Linked DNA regions of Zea mays: region 2 is linked to region 1. The links are chromatin contacts, called in public Hi-C maps. All regions are on one chromosome and are shown on one strand. Each heading gives the region's core, a stretch centred on a gene start, on an enhancer-like site or on the middle of the called end of the contact. The rest is flanking DNA. Distances are from core to core; before and after follow the strand shown. Region 1 holds the start of LOC100272355. Region 2 holds the start of LOC103653276 (peroxisome biogenesis protein 1).

Region 1 (4,659 bases), core at 1,975-4,474:
AGAACGATTACTGTTATGGCTGACATCCCATACCACCGTTTGTCAGTTTGATTAGGTCGTTAGATCGGATAGAGTTTGTTAGTCTTGTATAGAGTTTGAGGCTGCTATCTCAGCCATATATATAGCCTTTTTGGCTAAGGAATAAACCAAGCAGGCAAGTATCTTGCCCGCCCTTCCCCTCAACGCATCTACTATTCACCTGTGTACTGTTCACCCGAAGCACTGTTCACCGGCGGTACTGTTCGTCAGCGAACAGTACCGTGCCCTGCCAGCAGCCCTAAAGTCTGGGACGACGGTGCCCAAGCGCTGGGGTCCTGGTCCTAGACTTCAAACATACAACTCGTACTACCATCGTAACCCTAATCCTACCAATCTGGTATCGGATATGTCAGGCCTTCCGTCCACCACCATCCAGCCACCGACCTCCTTCGCCACGCTCCCGATCTCCACAACTTCGGTGCCCAGACCCGCCACATCCTCATCCACGGCACCTCCACTTCCCCTCATGCTCGAGTCCTTGGTAGCAGTCGTCCATGAGCTCACGCGATCCGTGGCAACCATGCAGGCAACATTAGCAACCGCCCTTCTTCCCCCGTAGCAGTAGCCACTGCGCGGACATCTTATGGCATGTCGCATACCAGTGCCCCAACGACACTGCCATTCATCTATTGCCCATATGCCACCGTCACCTTCCCCTATTCCATCATACGCCATGGCCATGGGTGGACCCCATTACACCATGTCTTCGCCGCCAACACAGATTGCGACATTGGGTGCAGTCATCCCTCAGGGAGGTCTATCGTGGCCACACCCCCCTCTCCGAGGGACGATGGGCCCCTACTCTATGGCAGCAGCGCCTACGACCTCCTGTGCCATCGGCCGACAGCACCCCAACACCACTAGGGCTTGGGGCGAACGCTAGCTTGCCGACCTTGCGCTTCTACAAGCTCACGTTCCCCATCTTTGACGGTGACGGGGATCCTCTTAGGGCTTGTTCGGTTAGGTGTGGATTGAGGGGGATTGGAGGGGATTAAATCCCCTTCTATACAAATTTAAATAGGAGGGGATTTAATCCCCTCCAATCCCCCTCAAACTCCTTCAAACCGAACAAGCCCTTAACTGGCTCAACTAATGCGAACAATTCTTTCGCGGGCAACACAACCTAGTTTCGGATCGCACGTGGCTCACCTCATGTCATCTCACCGGCGTCGCACAAACTTGGTACTATGTACTCGAGCAGGACGAAGGGATGCCCTCATGGGAGCGCTTTCGAGAATTGTGCACCTGCGTTTTGGGCCGGCACTTTGTGGCACCAGGCTGGTTGAGCTCGCACGCCTTCCATTCACGTCTACAGTCCAAGACTATGCCAACTGCTTCAACGTCGTGTTGTGCCATGCTGGTAACCTCTCCGCCACTCAGAAAGTCGACCTGTTTGTAGGCGGTCTGCCAGAACATATCAAGATAGACGTAGAACTCCGTGAGCCTCAGGACTTGCAGAAAGCCATGTATCTAGCTCGAGCATTCGAACATCGCTTGACCGCTACAACGCCAGGGGGCACGTCGCCGACCAGATCCTCAACTTCAGACGCCTCCTCAGCACAGTCGAGGCCCTTCTGCCGGCTAACCCCGGCTGAACAACAAGAGCGCAAGCGTCAAGGACTCTGCTACAACTGCGACGAACCATATGTCCGCAACCACGTCTGTCAACGCCTCTTCTACTTGGAGTTGTCCGACTTCATTGACGATGACATCCCGGCCAATGTCTCTGCTTCAACAGGTCCTCATGACCACGACGTTGTGGCAGGGACTAATTTGGGTGGATGAATTTTCGACGCCTCTACCCCAACATTCAGCTCGAGGACGAGCTATTTTTGGAGGCCGGGAGAGATGATATGACCGGCATCCCATACAGTCGTTTGTTAGTTTGCTTAGGTTGTAAGATCTGATAGAGTTTGTTAGATCGGATAGAGTTTGTAAGTCTTGGATAGAGTTTGAGGCTGCTGTCTCAGCCACATATAGCCCTTTTGGCTAAGGAATAAACCAAGAAGGCAAGTATCTTGCTCGTGCTTCCCCTCAACGCATCTACTATTTGACCTTGTACTGTTCACCCGCGACACTGTTTGTCGGTGGGTACTGTTCATCGCGTGAACAATACCACGCCCTGCCAACAGGACTAAAGCCTGGGATGACGGTGCCCAAGCGTCGGGGTCCTGGTACTAGATCTAAAACCTACCCCACGTACTTCCTCCGTAAGCCTAATCCTACCAATTACACAATAAGTTACCTGACCCAACATCGAGAGCTCGCATTCCAGGCTGAAGATTCTTCTCCAGTAGCTCCAGGCAAGCCGCATGCATGTGTGGTGCTGATATGGTGGCATTGTACCCAATCGGCATGGGGCTATCGTGGTATGGCGAGCCCCCAGGTGGCACGAACAACCCCCTGTCGATGGCCTCCATCACCTCCGCGACTTTGGTCGACCTGATGACCCCGTACCTCTGCAGCTGCTCAACCATGGACTTGTTCTTGTCGCTGGCCCCGCTGGACCACAGCCCATGCTGCATCAGTAGTAGTAGCAGGAGGAACGAAATCAAATTGGCCCTCTTGTGCATTCTCAACACAAGAAATGGGGCGAACAAGATAGACTCTATGGTTGACAAGTGAACCGAAATCTGAACATCATGCATATCAGACTCGTAAATATGTGGAGTGTAATCTAGTATGTCGAACAAGTTGTAATAGATATGCAGAGGCAGACAATTTTGTCCAAGTTGGTTCCGGTTGGCAGAGGTTGGGAATGGCAGCGAACGCCGAATACATCTACACAGGCATCTTCCCGAAATAGAAATACCGTCACCAAGGTCGGGTTAGTGCTTATCGGTGGCAGGATGTAACCAAACAGGGAAATCCTTACACAATCCGGAAAGCATGGCAGACGATTCGAATCGATTGAGCAAAACTTACGGATTGAGTGCGGGTGCGGGAGCGGGAGCGGGAGGAGAAGCAAGAGAGGATGGAGCGGAGTACCTCCTCCATGGTGATGATGACGGGGCTGGATAGACGACGCCTAGATTCTTCACTGGGGTTAGGGGTGAGACGCGGGGCCACTTGCGGCCGGCAGTTGAAGGTGGCTGGAGACTGGAAGAATCGGCCGGGGAGGAGACGGAAGGAGAGGTTCGAGATGGTGGAAGGAGAGGATTCGAGATGGCGCAGCGCAGCTGCGCAGGTGGGGAGTGGGGACGAGGACGACGAACCGAAGAGAAATTTGGAACTGGACCATTATGAAACGTGGGCTTCACTGGATTGCCATCAAGTGAATTGGTTTCGCCTAGGTGCCATTATAAACAACCGCATATACTGGATTGCCATCAAGTGAATTGGTTTCGCCTAGGTGCCATTATAAACAACCGCATATACGCTAGAATGCCTTTTGGTTGTTTACCAAAACCTGAAATGGTTTTAATTTAATTAGAGAAGGCGACTTGACTCTTTTGCCCCTCATCATCTCTTTCACATTCACGGGAGATTTTTCACGGTCTTCTTTCTTTCACCGTGGCCAACAGGCCAAGCTCCTCACGGGTCCTCACCCGCCGCCATGCTCCTCACCTGAGGTCTCCTCATCCACGCCCAGGCTCCTCACCGCGCCCACGCCAGCAGGGGGCTTGCGCCAGCAGCCAGCGCTCTCCGGTCCCCACACCACCGACTGCAGCCGGTGGTTGTTCGATTGCCGCCCCGAAGCTCTCCACCATCGCCGCCGTCGACGCCCTCCACGTTGGCTGCTCCTCCTACAACAGGTGTAAGAGAACGGGGTTTGCATTTTTGATTTGATGTTTGATTGCCAGCATGCCTACAAAATAATCAGTACATTCTGTTTCCTAAAATCCAAACCCTAGGTTACATAAGAAAAGGAAAAAGGTAGTTATCGGATGGAGTCCATCTCAATTGATGATTTCCATGGGTATGCTCTGCTATCACTTTGTTGTTAGTTGACGAGTAGGAAGCACAGTAGCAGTGCAATTTCGCTAACCGCTAACCTATTTATTTCCAGCATTGATGATGAGTCTTTAGCAATAGTAGAAGCTCATGTTCGACATGATCAGCCACTAGCTGCTATTGACTGGGACACACTACATATTTTTGATAGTACAGATGAAGAAGGAAGGATAGAAATAGTTGATGATAACCAAATGTATGTGCTATTGGGGCTAAGAGATGAGGATGAGGCTGCTGATAAGGGTAGTGAAACTTTCGAGCAGGCAGACAATGCACATGCAGCTAGTGGCAATGACACCTTTGTTGACAATGACACTCTTGGTGCAGCCATCCTTGTTAATGATGACATACCAGGGGAGAGGGTGGTGGTGCATGATCCGGATAATCCTTGTATGGATATTGGAACTGTGTACCCAAGCATGCGTGAATTTAGGTTGGCTATGAGACAGTTTGCTATAAATGAAGAGTTTGAGCTGCAAATCGTGAAAACTGACCCGAGTCGATTTATTGGTGATTGCAAAGGGGAGGATTGCCCGTGGCATATCGTGGGCCGTAGGCAACCCGATGGGAAGACTGTTATGGTATTTATAATTGGTGGCCTTTGATTTTTGTATGTAACATTGTCCTTCATTTATATGGTTACTAATTGATTTTTTTGTTTGTGTT
Region 2 (4,055 bases), core at 1,331-3,830, 130 kb after region 1:
AACTTGGAAGTTCTTTCGAGATAGGCTTCCGAAAAAGAAGATGCACCTTGTTGATATGAGTACTCTATTAATTATATTAAGCCTTGGGCCAGGATATCACCATCCTAGGGGCCATGATATCATAACCCAATTTATCTTCCAAGCAATCAACCCCGCCTGAGTTGTTTCCTAACACATGACCACCACATATGGAACAGATCAGGTTTCAAACAAAATATTAACATGGAGATAAAATGGATCACAATAAGATCTCACAATTACCTTCATCATCAGAACAAATGTCCCATGGCTCATCATACAATGGACTACCATGTGGAGAATCTGACTCATAGTCATCTTCAAACTCTTCTTCCTCATCTAATTGACTCATTGGTTTATTCCGTCTGCTATTTTTACCAAAACTAAGATTCCTTTTGAATGCAGCCACATCTGATTTACTCATTTGCAGTTCTTCAATGAGAAATTACCAGGTGCATCCCAGTAATTGTTGTCGTCATCATTTCCATCAAGGATTGGTCTAGACTCAGATCTAGAGTTGCTGAACCACTCTAAGATTGGATTATTTTCATAAAAAAGAACAACATCCATCATCACACTATATGGATCTATCTCCTTTTCTTGGGGATTGTCAAGTACAAATTGTTGGATCAGAAACTTTAAGTTATAATGGACATAGACTAACCTATCTAGCTTCTCATAGCCTAAGAGATTTCTCAACTTAGTATGGACTAGAGCAAACATACTACAGTTATGCTCACAACCACTAGATGAACAACACTGTGATTCTTTGCATTGCCCTCCGTATGAATTTCACCAATCAGCTACAATGAATAAAACAATATAAATATCAACGAAAGTTGTAAATAGCAATCAACTACAATGATAGAAGTTGATTTGGACAAGGAAAGGATACTTTACCAGGATTAGCATCAGCACGAAGTGCCGAGGATCGAGCCTCTAGTGATCCAAATAACTTCTCTTTTTTGCTAAATGTTCTTGTAAATTGATCAATTGCAATTGATGCTTCTATAGGTGAGTGTGCTAGCTTCTTGATTGCCAATGTTACAACCAATATAGCACTATGATGGGTGGCTAATTTTGATGTATAAAAAAAGTGCTTTTGGATCAAGTGCAGCCCCTACAATAGGCATCCACAAAAAACATGACAACTAGATAGAAATTTTAGAAATTCTAAACTATACTAGCAGCAAACATGAGGGTGCAAACATGAAATTGTAAACTATAAATTCTGCATTTTGTATTTGACCAGTTGCATCCACAGTTTTATGAAAGAACATGCAACCATTGCAACAAATCATAAAATTAATAATGCACATCATGGTTGGCCCTCTCCATGAATCACACATAATAGTGACCCCAAAGCGACCCCAACCTTCCTTGTATTGGTCCATGTGAGTCTGTAGGTCCTCATAGTTCATATTTAGTAATGGCCCATCTATATCTCTTCCCCTTGGAACAGCCACTCCTTCCCCAAGCTGTTGAGATAGTTTACCGCTGCTACAAAATATGGGCAGTTTGCTTTCCTTCCAGGAATACCATTGGCATGGAACCATTTCACCCAAGTTTTACCAAGTCTCTCTTTGTTACCCCCATGCAACATAACGTCTATCCTAGGCTATGTTGACATCTTACTGCATTGCAAATCTATATCACATATGTCCTGAGTCACACTTGAACTCCGATAGTATCTATCCATCCTACTCTACCTACGAGAGCCTGCAGCTAATGGTGGGGTGGTATTGCTTGTCCCAGTGCTACTTCTGCCTAAAGGTGGGCTATTGACAGATGTCCTTTGATCCAACAATGATTCCCTTAGTGTCCACGCCATCTGTCCAGCTTGATCCTTAGGTATTTATTCTCTTCTAGCATCACTATATGCTAGATCCATATCCACAAAGAGTTCATGCTCTTTAGAATCTGCCTCTTTTTCCCTCTTGCATAGACAAACCAGCTAGATGGCACCTTAGACGGGTCTTACCTCCACTCTCCTTAGCACACCCGCAATAAGCACACTTGAATCCCTGTTTCTTCCACTTCTCACCATGACTCCATGGGTCATCAATAGAACCTTGTAGTTGTTTGCAAGTTCCTAGTAATATAAAAATAAATGACGCAAAACAATAAACAAATTTATGTGGCATGAAATTAACAATGTAATTCATGCATGACTTTCCACTAGAGAACTAAAATTTCTACTTCCAGTTTGCATGTGAGAACTCAATAGTGCTAATCTAATGCTAGAAAGCCTTACCATCGGTAGTAACCAACCATTCACAGGCTGCACCCGATGACGATTCACCAATACATGGCTCTTTTCCCTTGCCCCGTACACTGCATCCTTCCATCACAATCAAAACTGCAAACAAGGCATTTCCATCACAACCAAAACTCAAACAAGGCATTTTCAATTGTGTAGCTAACTATATTATTAAAACAAGGCATTTCCAATTTTGCAGCACGAGGAGGAGCATGCGACATCGAGGACCTGGAGGTGAACCAATGGGCGTGTCCGCGGGACACAGTCACGCAGCAGAGGCAGCAAAGGAGCGGCAGCGGGATGCAGATGCAAGAGGGAGCGCACGGGGGGAGAGAGCGGCCGCGGGGAGGCGAGCGCGCACGACGGTGTGGGGGAGAGCAGAGGAGCGCAACCAGGGAGCAGCAGAGGGAGCACGCGAGCGTCGAGGGGTGAGCGCGCGAGCTGAGTGCACGACCGAGCAGAGGGAGCGTCGGGCCGCCGGCTGTCGGCAGAGGTGAGCGTGATTGCGCGAGTGATGACTGGAGCGCCGCCGCCAACAAATCAGGTGGGATGGGTGGATGGGAGGGAGAGTGAGTCACGATTTATGGTTTATGGGATTTGTGGGCTGTTTTAGAGCCCGTTTTAGCGCGGAGTCCGAAGCTCCAGCCGAAACGAAGAAAATTTCAGAAATTTCGGAATTTCGGTTCCAAAATTGCGAACCCTGAACTTAAACTTTTGTTTGACCAAATAGAGAGCATCATCAAGGAGAGAGAAGCGAGACTGCGAGAGCGCCGAGAGGCAGAAGGGCTGGGGCGCGGCCGCGCGGGGAGGCGTCAAGCAGTTTAGCAGCCATGAGCGGCGGCGGGCTGGAAGTGCAGGTTCACGTGGTGGGCGGCGCCCGGAGCTGCTTTGCCGCGCTCCCGCTTCACCTCATCCACGACTTGGAGCGCACCTCAGCCACCGGCGACCTCCCGCCCGTCCTCGCGCTCGAACTTCGCGGTCCCGCCGGCGCCCGCTGGTCCCTCGCCTGGTCCGGCGCCGCTTCCCGATCCAGCGCCATCGAGGTGAGCGGGCCCCAGCCACATGTCTCTGTAATTTTGTCACTTGGAGTCCCTGTCACCCTGTGCCCGGAAGTTTCCAGAATTATTCGTCAACCCTTGGTTGAATCGATGCTTGCTGTCGGAAATTTGGAATTGAGCTTGTCACTTGCTTGATACCATACCACGATGTCGTGTGGAGTGAATTTGGTCGTGGAGTGTCAGACAGAGTGATGCTGTGGTCTTCACAGTTGGCGTGAGAAATTGGAATTGTAACCTTGCAGGGATCAAAACCGTGAAGCTGTTTCATATTTCCTTGTCAGTTTTGTATTCCGTTCGATATCTCTGCATGTAGAAGTAGAACTTTGATGGCCTTCTTTTGTTTGTCCTCAGTTTGGTTACCTGAAACACCCTCATGTGGCCTGTGTGTGTACGTTATGCAGCAAAAGTGTACCAGACATTTGCAGTATTGTGATATCAATGGTCTGTCTTGCAGGTTGCACAAGAGTTGGCAGACTGCATCTCGCTGCCTGATGGAACTATAGCACAGTTGAGCGTAGCTCGTTCTCTGGCCAAAGCTGACTCGATCAGTATTGAACCCTACAGTGAGGATGACTGGGAGATACTGGAGAGCCGTGCTGATTTGGCTGAAGAAACAATCTTGAAGCAGGTGTTCTTTGTTTTCTCTTTTTTTTCAATATGTCTGTTATTCTTGCCTAGTGTAGTAATTCCAACCCGTTACATTTTTTAAAAAAAATGGT

The links. A called contact is a pair of places that touch in the nucleus more often than the background predicts.
Region 2: a contact with region 1 is called in a Hi-C map of ear, with 4 times the contacts expected there. The contact joins the promoter of LOC103653276 here to the promoter of LOC100272355 in region 1. A contact is called at or near these places in 8 of 25 Hi-C or Micro-C datasets (ear, endosperm, leaf and 2 more).

Annotation. Positions count from the first base shown.
Region 1 is chr4:56,461,394-56,466,052 of Zm-B73-REFERENCE-NAM-5.0, forward strand. It overlaps LOC100272355, which reads right to left and starts at 3,225. Exons shown (of 4, transcript NM_001146838.1): 1 at 3,028-3,225; 2 at 2,285-2,558. The coding sequence starts at 3,036. It overlaps LOC103653273, which reads left to right and starts at 3,472. Exons shown (of 4, transcript XM_008680213.4): 1 at 3,472-3,794; 2 at 3,894-3,958; 3 at 4,049-4,574. The coding sequence starts at 3,927.
Region 2 is chr4:56,596,132-56,600,186 of Zm-B73-REFERENCE-NAM-5.0, forward strand. LOC103653276 (peroxisome biogenesis protein 1) reads left to right here and starts at 2,581. Exons shown (of 16, transcript XM_008680215.4): 1 at 2,581-3,321; 2 at 3,791-3,964. The coding sequence starts at 3,109.